3 separate regions of the Mus musculus genome follow, and all the other regions are linked to region 3. The links are chromatin contacts, called in public capture Hi-C and promoter capture Hi-C maps. All regions are on one chromosome and are shown on one strand. Each heading gives the region's core, a stretch centred on a gene start, on an enhancer-like site or on the middle of the called end of the contact. The rest is flanking DNA. Distances are from core to core; before and after follow the strand shown.

Region 1 (2,915 bases), core at 228-2,727, 320 kb before region 3:
GCAGTCAGTGTAGCTTGTCAGAGCAAGGGTGAGATGAATTGGCGTCTCTACTGAGGCTGTGGTGTCATGCTGCACAGTTTCATATTCCTAGATAAGGCACGATAACCAATTGCTGCTGAGACACGGCCTCATCCAGCACTTCCTCAGGGGGTATGAGCCAGGAGGAGGGGGTGGCATGTGCACATGGGTCTGCCAAGCTCCTAATAAGAGGGATTTAATTTTTACAAATGCTGCTTCCAGCGGGGCCTTCACATACCAGCCAAAGTCCAAAATGATATTAAAGACGGTTAATTAAAACTGCTCTCCTTCAGCCTGGGACCCCCCTGCTGCCCCTGCTGAGAACACTGGCATATCTCTCCCAGAGCTTACCCTATGACATGGCCACCGGCCTAACAGAAGCAGCCTAGCTTCAGTACCTCAAATAACCGCCCTCTGCACCCCCAAAAAACCGTTGTCATTTGGGAACCTAACAGGCACAGCTGCAGTCACAGTCACAGACAATGCAGAGACACTGAAGCTCTTAGAGCAATACAACTTATGTTTCTGTCACCGTGTACTCTGGACCCACACCTTGCTATTCCCTTTGGAAGCCTACCATCCCCAGAAATATGACATCAGGAAGTAGCTCCACTGTGTACACGCTCACCCACACATGCCTTAGCCACTCCCTCCAGTGATTGCCATCCTGTCATCCTCCTAGAGAGACTGCATCTGTAAACAGCCTTAGCAGAGTCCTGCTCAGGGCAAGGTATACAAGTTATGTTGCAAGGACTCTGGTTGGAAAGACAAGGCTGACAGCTGGCAATCAATCAGAGCAGAGGGCTGAGCCTGTGTGGGCTGCAGGAGTGTTACTGGAAAGCCTGAGCACAGACACCAGGAAGCACTTCAGTGCTGGCAGAAAATGCAGTCAGGACAAAGGAGAATGGAAGGAGTGGGGAGAGGCTTCTTCTTGCTCCCTTCCTTTCAACTTGTAAAGAAGGATCAGGGGCAAGAAGCTTCCTAATCTCCATCAGTGTGGGGCAGGCATCTGCTCTGAGAGCTCTCTCCAAGCCCTGTACCTGAGCTACTTCAAGTTGTCTGGCTAAGGCTTCCCCACGGCACCTCTCAGCCGTGATGACCTGTCTGCACAGCTGTGCAGTTAGCGCCTAACCCTCAGGGTTCCCAGGCAGGGGAGAGGGTGGAGCCGTGGAAGGATGGTTTCCAAGGAGAGGAAGATGACTTCTGCGGACAGAAGCTTTTAAGTTCTGTCCATACCAGGCACTCAGATGCTGAGCCAGGAGGACAGGTGGAGTTGGATTGAAAGCTGTTCTATCTACTGAACCAACCCACCCTACCCTGTCAGGCAGGCACGCACACTTCCCTTCCCCTGGGCTGCTGTAATTTCCATGCACAGGGAAGCAGGTGCCGAGCTGCTCCCGGCTGGCTTTCCCCTCTTGTGGCTCTGCCCGCCTTGGCTGCTGCCCCATTAGCTTAGTGGCCAGCCATCTGCGACGGACGGGGCTGCTGCACAGCCCTGCTGTAGGCGCGGCGGGTGGCCCCCTGTGTAACAGGGAGCTTTGCCATTAGCGCCTTTAATATTCTGACACCTCAGCACAGCCTGCTATTACATGCAAACGCTGATCGCCCTGTGAAATTACATTGCTGGGCCCGCGAAATGGAATCGTGTATAATCAGCCTCCTCCATGCACTGTCAGTCCCATCACAAACACGGCGCCCGGCGGCTTACGGGGGCTTAGCAGCTGCGACAAGTGTATTGGGTTTAATAGATGAAGTAGCCCTCAACGGCAGCAGCATCAGATCCTTCAGAGAGGAAAGAGGAGGCATGAGCAGCTGCTCTGGTGTCCCTGCCCACCCACACACTACCTGACAGCCAGTGGACAGCGCAGGAAAGAGGTTGGGTAAAAGGCTAGAACCTAGCTCATACTGCAGACAAAAGTAGACTACTTAGTAACTTCCAGAATACCATGTACCAACGCATCCAGTCACCTGCTGACAAGGAGAGGAGCAGGTCTTTAACTAAAACCTCTGGATGACTTGTCACCCTGCATACACGCCCAAGACTGGTAAGCTTTTTCTTACCCAGTAGACCATGCCCTGCAGAAAAGCAGTGCATTCAGAGCTCAGGTGTCAAGACAAATCTGCACTTGACTCTGGGTCTGCAAGTTAGCACTATAACCTTGAGTGAGTTACTATGTGTTTCCACAGTTATCCGTACTACAAAAGAAGAAGAGGAAGAGGAGGAGAAAGAGGAGAAGGAGGCGGAGGCAGAGGAGGAGGAGGCAGAGGAAGAGGAGGAGGAGGCAGAAGAAGAGAAGGAGAAGGAGACAATGACACTTGCTGTGTGTGTGCCTGTGGTGTCATCTTCCAAGACATGTGCTACCTTTAAGAACACTACTCTCTCCTTTACAGGTTCAGTCTTACACCAACTGTATTTTTCAAAGATGGCCACAGTATCTTCAAAATAGCCCTTAGAGAGGTTACAAAGAGAACCCATGATATTGGATAAGATGGGCACTGCCAGCCAGCCAGCCCTTGCTGCTACAGCCACACAGTGTGCTAGATCCTGCTAGATAGTATCCACAGGAGAGCCAGGGCTTTTATATATAACTGAACTTTCCAGAATTTGTTGGGATCATTTAATTTGGGAATGATCAGAAGTGGGTGATAATTGCAGTCCAGTACCTCCTCTTTTCTGCATATACCCTGTAGGTATCTTCAAATTCCTCTCTCCTATAGCTTTTGGACTATTTCTCTCCCTATGGAACTTTATTCCAAATGATCATCACTGTGGGCAACTTCAGTACGTACAGAATAACACAGTATAGAAAATTTGCCCCTCAACTTATTGACTCCTGGGTCTCAGTAATGACCTTCTATAAAATGAGCCATATCTGCCTCCTTCCATCTCCGCACAG
Region 2 (3,080 bases), core at 167-2,666, 440 kb before region 3:
CCCTACAGAGTGACTCTCTGTAAGTGTTCTCTGCAAACGGAAAGGGCACCCACCAGCCACCGCCCAGGGACTCAGGGAAGTGCCCCTCTCTGTCCCCCAGTTCTCTTCCCCCATCAACTCAGTAAAGCACTAACTTCTGCTCATCACCTGTTATCTTAGAATGTCATACACTGAGCTGGGCGTGGTGGTGCAAGCCTTTAATCCCAGCACTTGGGAGGCAGAGGCAGGCAGATTTCTGAGTTCGAGGCTAGCCTGGTCTACAAAGTGAGTTCCAGGACAGCCAGAGCTATACAGAGAAACCCTGTCTCGAAAAACCAAAACCAAAACCAAAAACAACCCCCCCCCCCACACACAAAAATGTCACACACTGACCAAGGACAGTCATTCATACACACACACACACACACACACACACACACACACACACACACACACACACTTTTATTTTGCTAGTGGTTTGCTTGTTTTTTTGGCTGGTTGTTTTTGCAGGACCAAGTCTTGCTGTCCTCACTGCCCAGACTGTTCCTGTACTCAGCATCCTACTGTCTTTACCCTGGGATTACAAATGTGTGCCACCTATGCCCAGATTCAAAGGTATATTATATTACTAACTTAATTTTAAATTTGAGATGGAGTCTGCCCATTCAGGAACTCAATATATAGATCGGGATGGTCTTGAATTCAGAGACCTGTCTGCTTGCCTTATTTCTCTCCAAAATAAATCATTTTTTTTTAACATTTATTTTTATAGTGTGAGTGCTTTGCCTACAGGCATGCATGTTCACCTGCATGGTACCCAAGGCAATCAGAGGAGGGTGTTCAATTTCCTAGAACTGGAGTTACAGAGAATCAGCGCCCCCACACCGGGTATGGTTAATACTGTGGGATGCCTAAATTGTACGGTGTGGGCATCTGGGCGTCACTTTGCATGGAGGAAGGACAGAGGCGCTCCTCCTTAGCCCTATGAAAACCTACTGTGTTGGTCTGGAGGGATTATGGTGTCTCTTTTGTCTACAGAGGCTGTGCACCCTTCCTGTGTTATCAAGCCTTTCTTCTGTTTCTCCACTGAGATCAGAGAGACTGGCTTGACTGAAGTCTCAGATCGCGGTTTCCCCAACACTCCTTTCTGTCAAGCAGTTGCTCAAAACTGTAGGTTAGAGGGTCTAGGTAGAGAAGGGCGGAGTGGGGTAGGGGATAGGGGGTTTGTGGAGGGGAAACTGGGAAGGGGGAATAACATTTGAAATGTCAAAAAATAAAATAATAACCAATAAAAACTGGGGGGAAAAGTGCTAACGTTCAGTGGTTTCCCGGACCCTGCAGGCATAAGGCCTACAGAGTTCTGGGATTGCATGGATGCTGAGTTGGGAGGGGACTGGGTGGGTGGGTGTGGCCTTGACTCCGCCCAGTGCTCAGAGGCAAATAAAAACTCCACGCAGCCATTGTGGGATTATGGCGTAGTAGTGTTGGGACCCACGCCTGTGACGGTGTAAGGGCCGGGCAGCCTCCCGTTTGTTCTCAACTTGGGTCTCAGCCGGCATGGAGCAGGACAATAAGGAACAGGCTATGCACCAGCCTCCCATGGTGAGTCTTTGGTCCACCCTAGGGTGGCGCAGGTGTTGGTGAAGAATGGAGGGTGTGGATGGGGTGAGGCTGGCGGTGGGGGGGGGGGGGGAGGGAGAGAGGGCACAGCCCAAGGGAGGCTTGTTTAGTCAAGTATGTTTTAAAGCAAGCGTTAGAGTCTGTGTTGGGGGGGAAGGACTCACCTGAACTTTATAGAGAGGAGTCTGTATACCACCATGTGAGGGGTGGGGAGGGAAAATTTACTAATTGGAGCCCTTTGCCAAACTCAACTAATAGTTCTTGGGTTACTTTTTTTTTTTTTTTCTTTTTCGGGAGGAGGAGGGGAGTTTAAAGATGGTGTTGCTGGGCAGTGGTGGCGCACGCCTTTAATCCCAGCACTTGGGAGACAGAGGCAGGCGGATTTCTGAGTTCGAGGCCAGCCTGGTCCACAGAGTGAGTTCCAGGACAGCCAGGGCTACACAGAGAAACCCTGTCGTGTCTCTGTGTAGCCCTGGCTGCCCTAGAACTCTCGGTAGACCAGGGATCTGAGAGCGATTGTAGGGACAGATTTGTGTACTGCCGTTGAGGAGGAAATTTATTTATTTGAATCCTTTGCCAGACTCCACTGGTAGTTTTGGGGAGTCCGGGTAGGGGGGAGGTTGAAAGATGTTTTTTCTTTGTAGCCCTTGCTGTCTTGGAACTTTCTCTGTAGACCAGGCTGGCCTCAAACTCAGGTCTACCTGCCTCTGCTTCCAGTGTTGGGATTAAAAGTGTGAGTCACCATGCTATTTTTTTAAATTTAATTATTTTCTTATTTTGAGACCAGGTCTCTAGGTAGTCCTCTTGTTCTGGGCTATGTAGACCAGACTAGCCTCAAGCTCAGAGACTGGCTTGCCTCTGCCTTCCAAGTGCTGGGATTAAAGGCGTGTGCCACCACTGCCTGGCACCACAACTGTTTTTAATAACAAATATTAAAGCCTCTAACCCAACCCCGTCTCCAAATGTGCTCTTAAATAGGGAGGCTCACTTGAAGGCTAGAAAGCTATTGTGACAATCCAGGTGAGGGTTTAAATAGTGAGCCCTAACATGCAGAAGGAGAATCTAAACATGGGGAGTTATTTTGGAACCGGAACGAGGACTGGTGGGAAGTATTTGGGAAATAGAGGGCCACTCCTGGTGGGAAGAGGCCAGGAGCCCTGGAAGTAATCCTCCAAAAACTTTGTTAAGACAGTCTCTACAAAGGCTGGCTATCCTGGAATTCATTATGTAGACTAGGCTAGCCTCTTAACTCACAGAACACATGCGGCTCTGCCTCATGAGTGCTGAGACTAAACGCCTGCACCCTGACACCCGGCCTCCCCGAAAGTCTTACTCCAAGTCAGGCACAAGTCTACTCTGATCTATCTTGGCTGTTCGCCGTGCAATGGCGTGTTTTACACATGTATGATGCATATTGAGCACATTCATCCCATATGCCCCTCATACCACCTCCGATTCCTGCTCTCATGCACACTGGGTTT
Region 3 (2,984 bases), core at 112-2,611:
ATGGGAAGGAGAACAGCCACAGGGAAAGCTCTGTCCTGGAAAGCAAAAGGGAGGTGAGAGGACAGGTGCCCAAGAGAGGACCTTTGTCCCCAAGAGTAGATGGCAAGAGTCAAGGAGGAAAGAGAGCAGCGAAATTGGGGGCGGGGGCGGAGGGCATTTTAAGAGAAAGGTTGCACACAACTTTGAAGAGAGAAGAAGAAAATCCTCAAGAGGAAAAGAATGGCCAGGGTCACCGTGGGGAGCACGGGAGTGGCTCTAGAAGAGGCCACACAGTTCTCAGGGAGCTGGTGCTCTTGTAGTCACAGATGTTGGGATAACAAACGGCCCAGGCCCTCATTCACTCCCTCTTCTATAAAACAAGCGCTGCTGACTTGCCTGACCTCACAGGCTCGGCAGGCACTGAGGATTAGACAAACTGCCTGTAAAGCATCAAGGCCCCACATTTGCTCTGCAAATGGCTCTCTCCTTACTAGATGCTAGTCCGATAGCTCCTGGGCATGAGTGTGCATTTCTGTCTCTGTCAAGATTTTGCGTGTGTGTGTGTGTGTGTGTGTGTGTGTGTGTGTGTGTGTATACTGTATGGGCAAGAGTTATGTGTGGGCTGGGAATGGGGCACCCTGTGAGTCAGCTATTGTGTGTGTCATTGCCTACAGCTGACCCCAAGGCTGTAAATCCTGCCTCTATGCCCGCTAGAGTGAGCACTTTATAGCTCAAGGTCAGGCCCATGAATCAAGAGAGGGGCTGGCAGGAAGCAATCAGGCGAGCTGGGTGGAGCTGAGAGGGAGTATTCCTCCGCATTTGGACCACTTGAAGTAGCGTCCTGGGCTAATCTTGGAATCCTTACTTCAGGAACTTGGCTAAGAGGCCTTCCATTCTGAGACAGGCCTCACATGTATTCTAGGTGCCAACACAGCTGGGGTGGTGGCGAGGCTGGGGTGGGGGTTCATGCCTTTCTCTTGGGTGGGGTGGGGGGATGAGGATGAGATCCGGAGCCCGTGATCGGGCAGATGTGGGGCGGCTGCCCTCTGAGCCTGATGCTTTTATTTCTTCTTTGCCTTTCCAATCTGTCTTAGGGAAAGTGGCCCCAATAAGGCAGCCCTTTTGCTCTGAAACCTTTTTATGACTCCAGCCATAATTAACTCGAGTAATAAAATTTTTCAAATCCAAATAGATATAATTAACATTTAATGCCCCTGGTTGGTGCTGGTGGCTGGGCCCATTAAGAGCGCAGTATTGATTGAGAAGGTGAGCCAGCTGGGCCTGCCGCTAGGCCAGGGGGCAGAGGTGGCTGGAGCCAGGGCTGGCTATGAGCAGGGCTCCAGCCCAGGTGTGAGGAGTGTGGCAGATGGCCAATCCCCACCCCCCACCAAGGGGATCACTGCAGTACTAGTGGCCTGCCCACTCTCAGGCCCTGTGGTCTCCAGTACCACTCTGATCTACCTTCCCACCAACCCTCTCATGGCTTTCCTGTGCCCACAACCTCCCTCCTCCCCACAGAATGTTCCCAGCTTCCCTGGACAAGGCTGCTTTCCCTGAGGAGCACCTGGCTTGGGTATAACTTCTGCTCTTCCCAATTCCCCTTGTCCCCCTGGGTGGCCCAGGCTGAAGGCCTGTTGGTCAGAAGAGAGACCTTAGCTATTACTCAAATAAGACTTGCACTTTCCAGCCTGCCCCTCCCCAGGGAGCTGTAAAGTGGTTCAGTGTAGGGGGCACTCACAAGAATCCCAGGCCTTCCACTTCTGCAATGGCACTGACAGGCAAGTCAGCAGGCTTCTCTGAGCCTCAGTGTTGTCCTCTGTGAAATGAGGACAGTGGGACTGTCCACCTCCAAAGCCGAACAGCATACGCTTTAACCTGTCTCATACAACAACACAAGATCCTAGGTCATAATAATTATTGTCTCCGGGCGGTGATGTGGCTCAGTTGGTAAAGTGCTTAGCTGTATGACACGAGCCCCGAGTTCCCAGCACAGCATAAGGAGAGAGAGAGAGAGAGAGAGAGAGAGAGAGAGAGAGAGAGAGAGAAGCCAGGATGGTGATGCACTTGTAACCCCAGCAGTGTACTGTAGAGGCAGGAAGGTCATTGAAGGTCACCTGTAGCTACGCAGCAAGTTTGAGGCCAGCTTCGGCTGCCTGAGGCCTCAAACCTCTGTCCTTCATGGAAAGAGAGAAAGAAAGAAAGAAAGAGAGAGAGAGAGAGAGAGAGAGAGAGAGAGAGAGAGAGAGAGAGAGAAAGGAAGGAAGGAAGGAAGGAAGGAAGGAAGGAAGGAAGGAAGGAAGGAAAAGAGAAAGAAAAAGGCTTAGAAACGCAAAACTCTCAATGTTTTGTATTTAGTCTTTTCTAATAGCTAAATTGAACACACATTAATAAACAATATCTAGGCCAGGAACCACCTAGCAAACATCTCTCTGGGAATAGGTAGATCCAAAACCTCGGTACTTGGCATGCCTGGTCTGGAGGGTACAGGGCAGAGAAATGAGTGCCATCATCCCCCTGGCTTAAGACTACAAGAAGGTGTGTAGGCTGTGGGTCTTGGTACAAATGAGGAGAAAATAGTACTGCCAAAGATGGACTCCGCCTGCTGCAGCCCCTGTGTGTGACAGAAGTGCTGGCACAGCTGTGGCTTTTAGACAGTGCATTTTCTGTAGTGTGGGAGAGCGGGCACCACAGGCTAGGATTCACAGGTCCATGATACAGCAGCTCACCCTCTCAGCGTGTTGGAAGGGACAGACTCCCAGGCAGTCACCCGCAGGAAGCCTGCGATCGGATGCAAAGCCCATGCCCTGCTGGACAGGGAGAAGCTAGGTAAAGGCTGGCTCCTTCTACTCTCCATCTTTGCCTTCTACTCTCCGTCTTTGCCTCTACCATGCCACTCCTTTTCCCTAGCTTATAGCCGTCTCTCCACCGAAATTCACCATCACCTGGTCTTCCAGGAGCTTCTATCTGTCGACATTTCCCCAGCTAAATGAGTCCCCACAACTGAC

What was found. Promoter capture Hi-C pulls out the DNA fragments that hold promoters and counts their contacts. Capture Hi-C pulls out chosen DNA fragments and counts their contacts.
Region 1: a contact with region 3 is called in a capture Hi-C map of embryonic trunk, with 3 times the contacts expected there. The contact joins two enhancer-like sites. A contact is called at or near these places in 1 of 15 datasets of contacts at CTCF or cohesin (stem cell-derived epiblast-like cells), 3 of 484 Hi-C or Micro-C datasets (embryonic stem cells, gonadal supporting cells and muscle stem cells), 18 of 115 datasets of contacts at active chromatin or transcription factors (VIP interneurons, acute myeloid leukemia, embryonic basal ganglia and 10 more) and 2 of 9 other capture datasets (embryonic tail and embryonic trunk).
Region 2: a promoter capture Hi-C map of embryonic stem cells shows a contact between it and region 3, with 7 times the contacts expected there. The contact joins the promoter of Klf17 here to the enhancer-like site in region 3. A contact is called at or near these places in 9 of 39 promoter capture datasets (cranial neural crest, embryonic stem cells, frontonasal cranial neural crest and 4 more), 1 of 15 datasets of contacts at CTCF or cohesin (the NIH/3T3 cell line), 19 of 484 Hi-C or Micro-C datasets (the G1E-ER4 cell line, the HL-1 cell line, cerebellum and 8 more) and 3 of 115 datasets of contacts at active chromatin or transcription factors (embryonic basal ganglia and embryonic stem cells).

The regions. Positions count from the first base shown.
Region 1 is chr4:117,643,868-117,646,782 of GRCm38.p6, reverse strand. The region is part of intron 7 of Eri3 (exoribonuclease 3); the gene reads right to left. Among named protein-coding and RNA genes, the nearest start is that of Dmap1, 37 kb to the left of the region's middle. Within about 2 kb of position 1,477, at least 54 of the 459 cell types and tissues checked have an H3K27ac peak or open chromatin away from gene starts, as enhancers often do. A contact at or near this core is called in muscle stem cells, where this site is marked.
Region 2 is chr4:117,764,002-117,767,081 of GRCm38.p6, reverse strand. It overlaps Klf17 (Kruppel-like factor 17), which reads left to right and starts at 1,416. Exons shown (of 3, transcript NM_029416.2): 1 at 1,416-1,581. The coding sequence starts at 1,537.
Region 3 is chr4:117,328,673-117,331,656 of GRCm38.p6, reverse strand. The region is part of intron 2 of Rnf220 (ring finger protein 220); the gene reads left to right. Among named protein-coding and RNA genes, the nearest start is that of Gm40231, 11 kb to the right of the region's middle. Within about 2 kb of position 1,361, at least 35 of the 459 cell types and tissues checked have an H3K27ac peak or open chromatin away from gene starts, as enhancers often do. A contact at or near this core is called in embryonic stem cells and muscle stem cells, where this site is marked.